3 separate regions of the Zea mays genome follow, and all the other regions are linked to region 2. The links are chromatin contacts, called in public Hi-C maps. All regions are on one chromosome and are shown on one strand. Each heading gives the region's core, a stretch centred on a gene start, on an enhancer-like site or on the middle of the called end of the contact. The rest is flanking DNA. Distances are from core to core; before and after follow the strand shown. Region 1 holds the start of LOC103627480 (RING-H2 finger protein ATL79). Region 2 holds the start of LOC100280692. Region 3 holds the start of LOC100273282.

The links. Hi-C and Micro-C count contacts between places; a contact is called where the count stands out from the background.
Region 1: a contact with region 2 is called in a Hi-C map of tassel, with 4 times the contacts expected there. The contact joins the promoter of LOC103627480 here to the promoter of LOC100280692 in region 2. A contact is called at or near these places in 2 of 25 Hi-C or Micro-C datasets (ear and tassel).
Region 3: a contact with region 2 is called in a Hi-C map of tassel, with 2.4 times the contacts expected there. The contact joins the promoter of LOC100273282 here to the promoter of LOC100280692 in region 2. A contact is called at or near these places in 2 of 25 Hi-C or Micro-C datasets (ear and tassel).

Annotation. Positions count from the first base shown.
Region 1 is chr5:194,001,841-194,004,698 of Zm-B73-REFERENCE-NAM-5.0, forward strand. It overlaps LOC103627480 (RING-H2 finger protein ATL79), which reads right to left and starts at 1,528. Exons shown (of 1, transcript XM_020537769.3): 1 at 512-1,528. The coding sequence starts at 1,317. The coding sequence ends at 784.
Region 2 is chr5:194,362,617-194,365,316 of Zm-B73-REFERENCE-NAM-5.0, forward strand. LOC100280692 reads right to left here and starts at 1,292. Exons shown (of 10, transcript NM_001153611.1): 1 at 977-1,292; 2 at 831-899; 3 at 609-705. The coding sequence starts at 1,192.
Region 3 is chr5:193,978,273-193,981,209 of Zm-B73-REFERENCE-NAM-5.0, forward strand. LOC100273282 reads right to left here and starts at 1,329. Exons shown (of 3, transcript NM_001147723.1): 1 at 783-1,329. The coding sequence starts at 1,220.

The DNA.
Region 1 (2,858 bases), core at 278-2,777, 360 kb before region 2:
AGCCTCAGGCGATGTTGCTGCTGCGTTTATCTGCCACTGCCAGTAAAGTAAAAGGGAAGGGAGAGTGTGCGAGGCCGGCGTGCTGCAGACGTGGTGCTTGGCGTCAGTGACAAGCGCCGCGCCCGATTCGAGCTGCTGCACCGAGGCCGGCCGCCGGACCACCTGCCCAAGCCTCTGTGGCCGACTCCACTGCGACACCACGCCGGACTCGATGCTTCATGCCGCGCGAGGACCCAACCAAACCAAGCCCGCGCGATGGTCGTAAAGCATGGCGCGGGTGGCCCGCTAATATTCCCGCAGGCCGCAGCGACCTCTACGCGGGCACACGACACGACTACTACTATAGTAGGCTATTCTCTGCTTTTGTCATCTTTCCATGCTTTTGTCGTCACGCTCCTGTCCCCAGGGAATCCGCAGCGGCTGCGGCATGGCATGCAGTGCAATGTTTGAGCACTGCAATGAGCAGCAGTCTAATCGGCGTGCATGCAGTCAATTCCTACGTGACCAAGGATTTCACTAGATGATGAAATGCAGACTTTTGCATGAATCATGATAGTGGAAGAGAAACGATCGAGCCGAACATGTTGTAATCCATGCGAACTACTACTAGCCCGCCCGCCAGGCCGCCACCATCCAATTTGCATTTTTTATACATACTACGCCCATAATAATAACTGAAACAAGCCCCTCCAACTGGGAATCATGGAGGACGGATCGGAGCAGAGCTTGCTCCAGAGCCTGTGGCACGGCACGGCAGTCGGCAGCAGCCATGGCTCGGCGTGGCTACGGCTCTCCCGCCCGCGACGGCGCGCGGCAGGTGGGGCAGGACGCTCGCGCCGCGAGCCAGCCCTCCACGCAGGCGCCGTGGAACCCGTGGCCGCACGCCGGGAGCACGCGGACGCGCTCGCCGCCTTCCAGCAGCTCGGACAGGCAGATGGCGCACTCCGCCTCCGCCCACACGCCCGCACCGGTGGCGCCGGCGCGCTCCGAGCCGGCGGCGGCGCTGGCGGCGGCGGCGCCGGAGGGGAGCTTGGGCTGCTGCCCCGGCGCCTGCGCCTCCTCCCGCGCGGCGCGGCGGCGCGCGAGGCAGCGGAGGAGGAAGCGCGCGGCGGCGTGGAGGGTGAAGGCGAGCAGGGAGACGCATGCCAGGATGATGAGGATGGTGGCTACGTTGGAGAAGAAGGCGCGGGAGCTGGCGTAGGGCCCCCACGCTCCCGCGCTGGCGGGAGGCGGCGGCCGCGGGGGAGACGGCGAGGAGGCGACCATTGTTGTTGTCGCCGCCGCTGCCGTGGAGGTGTGGTTGGTCCGGCGCGCCATGGCTGCCTGGAGCGCTCTGGTTGTGTGGAGGCAGAGGGCAAATGACGCCCGCGACAGCGATCGCGAGCGGCTGCCGTTGTCTCGGCTTGGAGAGTTGATCCTTTGGGTGTTTTTATCTTTCTTCAGCTGCCCTGCCCTACAAGTGTAGGAGCACTGTTCAATGAGAGCATGGCAGCCATGCTACTACATGCACGGCACGTGTAAAGTAAAGCATTGCCGCCGTGGCTGTGCCGGTGAGGAAAGCAGCATTGCTTTCAGAAATCAGAACACCGCGGCGTGCCATTTTACCTCCAAAATCCAAGTGTCGTCTGAGGCAGCAGCGCCGAATCGGCGATGACAAATTGGCAATCACTTGGGCGCGCAGGCTCACAAATTAAAACTGACTTGGAACGTTGTGTAACAGCAACAAAATCCTACCACTAGGATCATTCTCTATACAATCCTACTGTTTCATCACTTCCGTAAACCTAGCATAGCACACTGGCATTAGATAACTCTGGTCAATGTTTCGGCCTGCAGTCCTGCACCGAGAAGGTCCTATGGGCCAAACCCCATAGCTCTCCAACTTCTATAAAAGCAAGTAGGCCAAGTAGAAGAGAGAGAAGTAGTAGGACGTAGGGGGTGTTTGAATAAGGGTGTTTGAATACAATAAAGCTAACAGTTAGTGACTAAGGACCTGTTTCAATCTCAACAGATAAACTTTAGCAACTTTTTAGCTGTTTTTAGCCATTTGGCGATCTAAACAGGAGAGCTAATGGTGGTCTGATAAAATTTAGCACTCCTTATCTCATAAGCTGCTCAGAGAGTACTAAAAGTAGCTAAACGTGGGCCATCGAACCCTATTTTCTATCCATACCCTCTAATCTCATTCTTTCTCTCCGCATTAGGGACATGAGTGTCTATTTGTTCCAATATGCTAAACTTTATTAGAGTAGTCCAAACACCCCAATAAGCTAAACTTTAGCACTTCTATTCATATGGCTAAAATTTAGCAGGAAGCTAAAGTTTATCCCGTGAGATTGAAACGGGGCCTAAAATTAGTTGAGACATCAAAATATTCAAGCTAATAGTTTAGTTATTAGCTATTTTTTGTTAAATTAGTTAGTAGTTATTTGTTAGCTAGATAATTCCACTAACAATTTTTAGCCAATTAACTATTAGCTCTAATGTATTCGAACACCCCGTAGTAACCGTTTTAGATAATAAGTGAATCATGTATATATACGCGCACGATACACCTGTATGACTGTCGTAGAAGGTATGAAAACTCAGAATAATGGTATGAATATGTCAGAAAAAATAGTGACCATGTACTGGGTGATTAAGTGTTCTCTGTGCGTCGATGCAACGAATAAGCCATGTCCAAATTCTCTTGAGTTGGGACTGGAGAGCCGTCAGGCTGCAAAAGATCGATGAGTGTTTGAAAATCAAAGGTCCAACCTGCCATTGTGCAAGAAAGCAGGAGAGAGAGCGATGGAGTAAAATAAGCTCAAACCGACCTCCTTTATATAGGTGGACTAAGGATGAAACTAGATTTTTTT
Region 2 (2,700 bases), core at 42-2,541:
ATTCATGCTGTGCAACAGTGCAAGGGCAACTAGTAGCAATTAATGGGTTGTCAGCAATAGAATCAATATAAACGTCTCTTCATTTGCATTTTGGAAAGAGATGTTTAAAACACACATCTAAATTGTTAATGGAGTAGTAACCATCAGTCGTACCACGTAAAACATATACCTATGAACGTGCATAATTAAAATTCGTATGATCTCTGACTGCTATATCATTTTGAGCAGACATTGAAACGTCTCAGTCATCGATACTAAATGACACTTAAATAGGAGAAACATACTAGTACATATTATGCAGGTATTTTTCTTCTAGCTAGCTAGATTAATTGCGGTTTACTGTTCTGAGTCAGACCATCAGCGTCGTCTCTCTCCCAGTTTCCAGAGAGAGTATAGATAGGTTCGCTATCAGGTGCCGGCCGGTGCACAGTAGGATAAAATCGAGAAATGCTACTAGCTAGACTCAAATTCTCATCGTATGTATTTCTAAATTATTTGTTTTCTTAAGCTGTGCTGTGCATCAGGAATAATTTGCAGCGGGCTAGCTTGGCCACTGTTCGATGTTGGAAAAGAGTAGTAGAAGCAAAGAGATCGTCGTCGGGCCTCACCTATTGGGAGGTTCCAGCATGAGAAGACGAGCACGACCCCGAGCGGCTCTGGCACCACCAGCGCGGTCGCCGGGAAGGCAACGAGCGGCGTGTGAGCCTGTAGACGCAAGTAGTGTTAAGCCATGGCGAAATGCATGTCCATCTCCCTACTTGCAGGCACAAGCTCCTGCGTCTTAGCTAGCCAGAGCGAGCGAGCGAGAGAGAGAGAGAGAGAGTGCTTGCCTTCTCCGGAGCCGCCCAGTTCTTGAGGTTTTGCAGCTTGTCGACGACGGACTTCTTCAGAACCCCAACCTAAACACGAGCGAATGACCATAACACCAGAGGGCTCGTTTAACGCACAACTAACGCAGAGAAACCAACCAACCAACCTCGTCTCTGAAGGCCTCGCCGCGGTGCTTCCCCAGGTCCTCGTGGAGCACGTCGAAGATCTCCTCCTCCTTCTCCTCCAGGAGCCTGACGAGGCCCCTGAGCTGCGACTGCCGCCACTCCAGGCCCTGCGTCCTGCCGCTCTCGTACACCTCCCTCAGGTCGCCCACCAGGCCGCCGAAGCCCAGCTTGGCCTTCTCCTCCGGTACACTCCCCATGCCTCTCGAGTCTCGATCGAGCTTGCTGCTGGTCTCTATCTGCGTATGTACGTGCAGCAGTGTGTTGTGCTGTAACGTTGTAGTCTCGAGCCTGGGCTGTGGTTGCCGCCGGTGCACGCGAACACGTGCTATATAGTGCTCGGCGTGCCAGTGTGTGTGGCTGGGGACTTGGCAGCCGTACGTGGCTCGTTCATCAATGAATCCAGTTAGCCTGCAGGGGTCCCCCACGGCCGAGTGGTTCTACGTCACCGGGGCGACATGGGTACAGTTGGTGCTGTTGGGTTTTGTAGAGAGGCGCTGGTGCTGACTGCTGACAGATACAACCAGCGGCACTAATATAATGCATGGGACAGGTTTAGCAGTTTTAATATAAAAGTTAGTATAGTAGGCGTATATTTGAGCCGACAACGTTACAAAATTTGGACAGGTCTAGAATTCTAGAAACCGCTTTCTTTTCTTTAGAAGGCTAGAAATGTCGACTTGTTTAGGAGACCAGAAATCTCTCTAGACATTTTTTTTTTCCTGAGATGATCTTGACAAACAAACTACAAATAATAAAAATTTTTTTCAGTTCCCGAGGCCTGCCCAGACCCAAATAGGGTTTGTGCAAATGGGACATTTTTATGTCCTCGGCGGGCTACAGCTTCCCTTCCATTATGGCCCATCATCATTTGGGCGTCTTTGTCGGCCCAATCGCATTTTTTTTGCTGTCGCTTGTCATTTTTTGCCCACGTAAATACAAATAGGTACAATAAACAAATAAAATAAATATAAAGAAAAGAGAGTTGAACGGCGAACGCTATCAAATTACTGAAACTAGTGCTCGGAGGTCGGTTACTACTTGAAGGTTAACGGAAGGGGGAAAAACATTTCTTTTTTAAAAAAACGGAGAACCGGGGTATGGTGACAACATATCAACGTCAACTGTTCCTGTTCATACACTGATTTAAAATAAAATCACGAGAGTCACGCAGCATTGCCATTGCCCATTTCGACATCCCTGAAACTGTACTATAATTCTTTCTCCGGAATAAACAAACAAATAAAATAGAGCAAATAATGTCACACGCCATCCGCGGCCTCGCCAAACTGAACAGGTACGAGTGAGACTAGGCAAAATTGGCCATGTGCCGTTAACAGAGTCGGAGGCTTCCACGCTAGACCAGCCTGTCAGTGTGACCAGGCAAATCAAGCAGACTAGAAAGCATGAACACAGCAGCACCTAGTATTGGCGAGAGTTGCTCCCGCGATGAGATCTGATCTCACTCGCATGTGATTGGCGATGGAGCGAAGCGCTAAACGCTCACCAGCTTCCGCCGCCGTGGCCTGTACTCCCTCCGGTGCAGTAAAAGAAGTCATCCTGCGCGTGACCGAGCGTGCACAAAAAGAAGTTATAGTGCGCGTGGGTCTGAGATTTGGACGTTGTTGCCCCTAGTAATTGCACAAAAAAAGAAAGTCATCCTGCGCGTGACCGAGCGTGCACAAAAAGAAGTTATAGTGCGCGTGGG
Region 3 (2,937 bases), core at 79-2,578, 380 kb before region 2:
ATGAAGCACTGGGTAAGTGGGTATCCTTGAAATATCAAAACCAATTCCAAGAAGATAAGACAACAAAGGCTTATGCTGTTATAGTTCAGTTGTTAGACACCTAAATGCTGCTACAAGTTTAGCGCCGACTATCTTTGGCATAATGCAGTTTTGGCAACAGTAGTCAGCCTCAACTGTTTGTCTGTCGTTTCAGGACCTGTTCGGTTTGAGGGGGATTGGTGGGGATTGAGAGGGATTAAATCCCTTCCTACACAAAATTGAATAGGAGGGGATATCCCCTCCAATTCCCCATCAATCCACCCTACAGACCAAGCCCTCAGTGGGCTTGTGTTTCTTTAATTTCTAAAAGTAGCAGTGACTATTGAATCCTTATCTTCATCTAAATGAATCAGAAACCCCTGTCAACCTTTCCAGGTAAAGAAAAATACTGAAAAAATAGCTTCCAACAAAAAATGCCTGCCATTAAATTGAAGCTCCAATGGCTGAACACACTAACTAAATCTTAAGGTTCACAATTCCCAAAGAAGCTGAAAGAGATAACAGAATGAACAGTATGCCAGGTAGTTTAACACACGATATTTTTTATCCACGAGCCTTTATGATGAGGATAAAAAAACAGTCGTCCTTCGCTACTCAATGCACTATCATATAAACTGATAGAAGGTCTTACTAAGTAGTACGAAGTAGTTCAGATATGATACTTCTGCATAACCCTGTGTTTTCATCTGAGCACACAGACATCATCACCTAGTTTTAATATGGACGAAATGCAGTAAAATCACCTTATAACCAGACGGCAAGTTTGCATAGAGATCTCCCATGCGGATGCCATCTGCCCTCTTGAACGATCGATTAGTCTCTGTAGGTGACTCCTGCCTCCCTGCCTCCCCTCGCAGATATTTTGGCGAAGGTGGAGGAAACATGAAGGCCCTACTGGGTTCCGACAGGTTCTGATGGTGCTGGTGCATAGGGCCCCTGCCACCTCCCGCCTGCGGTATGCTCATTGGTGCAGTCTCGCCGCTAAACCGCGAGTGCAGATAGCCAAACATCGGCGGCGAGGGCGTGGGCGACGCGTAATGGGCCGGCGGAGGCGAGAATTTGGCCGGTTGCCTCATCGTGTGCGGCCAGGGCGCTGGCGACGCCCAGCTGTTGGGGCGCCGCGAGGGCTGCGGAGAGGGCGAGCCGGCGGCCTCCGTGAGCGAAGCTGGGAAGGCACGCATAGGCTCCGCCGCCGGGCTGCCGACGTAATCCGTGATGATCGCGGCGGACGCGAGGGAAGTGGCGTTGAAACTGAAGGCGGCGAGGCTGGGGAGGTACTGGACGGAGACGACGAGGCGGCCGAGCTGGGTCTCGACGGGGGCGAGGCGTTCGGTGCGCATGGTCGCCTCCTCGGCGCGGGAGAAGGGCGTCGAGAAGGAGCCGACGCGGTGGCCCATCTCGTAGTTGTACACCTGGCCAGACGCGCAGAGCGCGCGAAAGGCGCGGTACGCGGGCAGGAAGCGGAGCATGGCGTAGAGTGACCTGAGCAGCGTGATGCAGCGCTTGTACGCGCGGTTGACCGCCAGCCCCTCCCCCGCGGCGGCGGGCGAGGGCCAGGGCTCGCACGCCACGGTCCACCTCTCGAGCACCTCCTCTGGTCCGCCGCCCGATGGGGCCAGGTACACGTCCACCACGAGCGGCTCGGCGGGAGACGGCTCCGGCAGGTGCTCCGCCGCGGGCGGCAGGTGGAGCGGCAGGTGGAACCACCGGTCCCGCCTCCGGAACGCCGACGCTGCCGGGGGCGGGGGCGGGGGCGCGTGCGGGCGCGGCGACCGCGCGGCGAGGATGGCGTGCAGCACCTTGAGTAGGAACTGCGGCACCATCAGCTCCGCGCCGGCGCGGCCGCCGCTGCCCGCGCCCGCCGAGTCCGACAGGCTCGCCATTGCGGATCCCGAAACCGGTCCCTCAGCGCAGCGGCAGCGGCAGCGTCAGTAGTCAAACTGTTCCGGAACCCGCCGTTCTGCATGGCTGCATAAATCTGGCCGGCGCGGATGGCCGGGGATCGATCGAATTAGAATTGTGCGGGAAGGAGAAACGGATCTGTAATCAGACGACAGGGGGAGTTTAGCTTTGCGCAAGGTCTGGAATGATGGGAGCTGAGGATGGATTCCTCTTCTCCCCGGTTTTGAATCCGGCTAGCGAACGGGTCGCTGTTATAGTGCCGTCACGCCAGCACGAAATGTTATTGTCTTGGGCGTTCGAATGATTTGGTGTCTTGCAACGAGTGGCGAGGGATTTGAAGCTTCGCTGTCGCGGACCCAACAACCGCTGCCGATCGCGTCGCGGGTTTGCACGTGGTTTCTCCGATTTGAGAACGTTTCGATCTTGGGTGGGTGAATCGCAAAGGAGCTTCGATCCAATCTAAAAACGTTGGTCGCCGGAGGATGCGGATGCTGATCAGCGCCTGTGCACGTACTACTTTCGTTTGTGATCTTGGACGGGATGGGAGGAAGGATGCTTCAAGGGAGTGCACCATCTCTGAGAAGAAGAAAAAAAAAAAGGCATCGTCGATTCGCTCTTTATCCTCGGCTGCGATTGCTTGGCGTGTGAAGAATAGCAAGACGGCTGAAGTGCTTGCTTGTCTGTATATCAAATTGCAAAAGAGAGCCGTGTACAGTACAGTGCACAGTGTGCTAGCCTTGGACTTTTGGCAACTGCCATGGACTCCTACCTACCTGTTTTTTTTCGTTTAAGGCTAGTTTGGCAACCCCATTTTTCGTGGGATTTTCAATTTTCTAAGAGAGAATGAATTAATTTCTCTTTGAAAAATAAAAAAACCCTTAGAAAAATAGGGTTTTCAAACTGGCCCTTAAGAAATCGCTTTGTAGACAGCGCTGCGAGAAGCTAGGGGGAACAAACAAAACGAAATTCTGCGTAGAAGCCGAAGCATGTGGCACA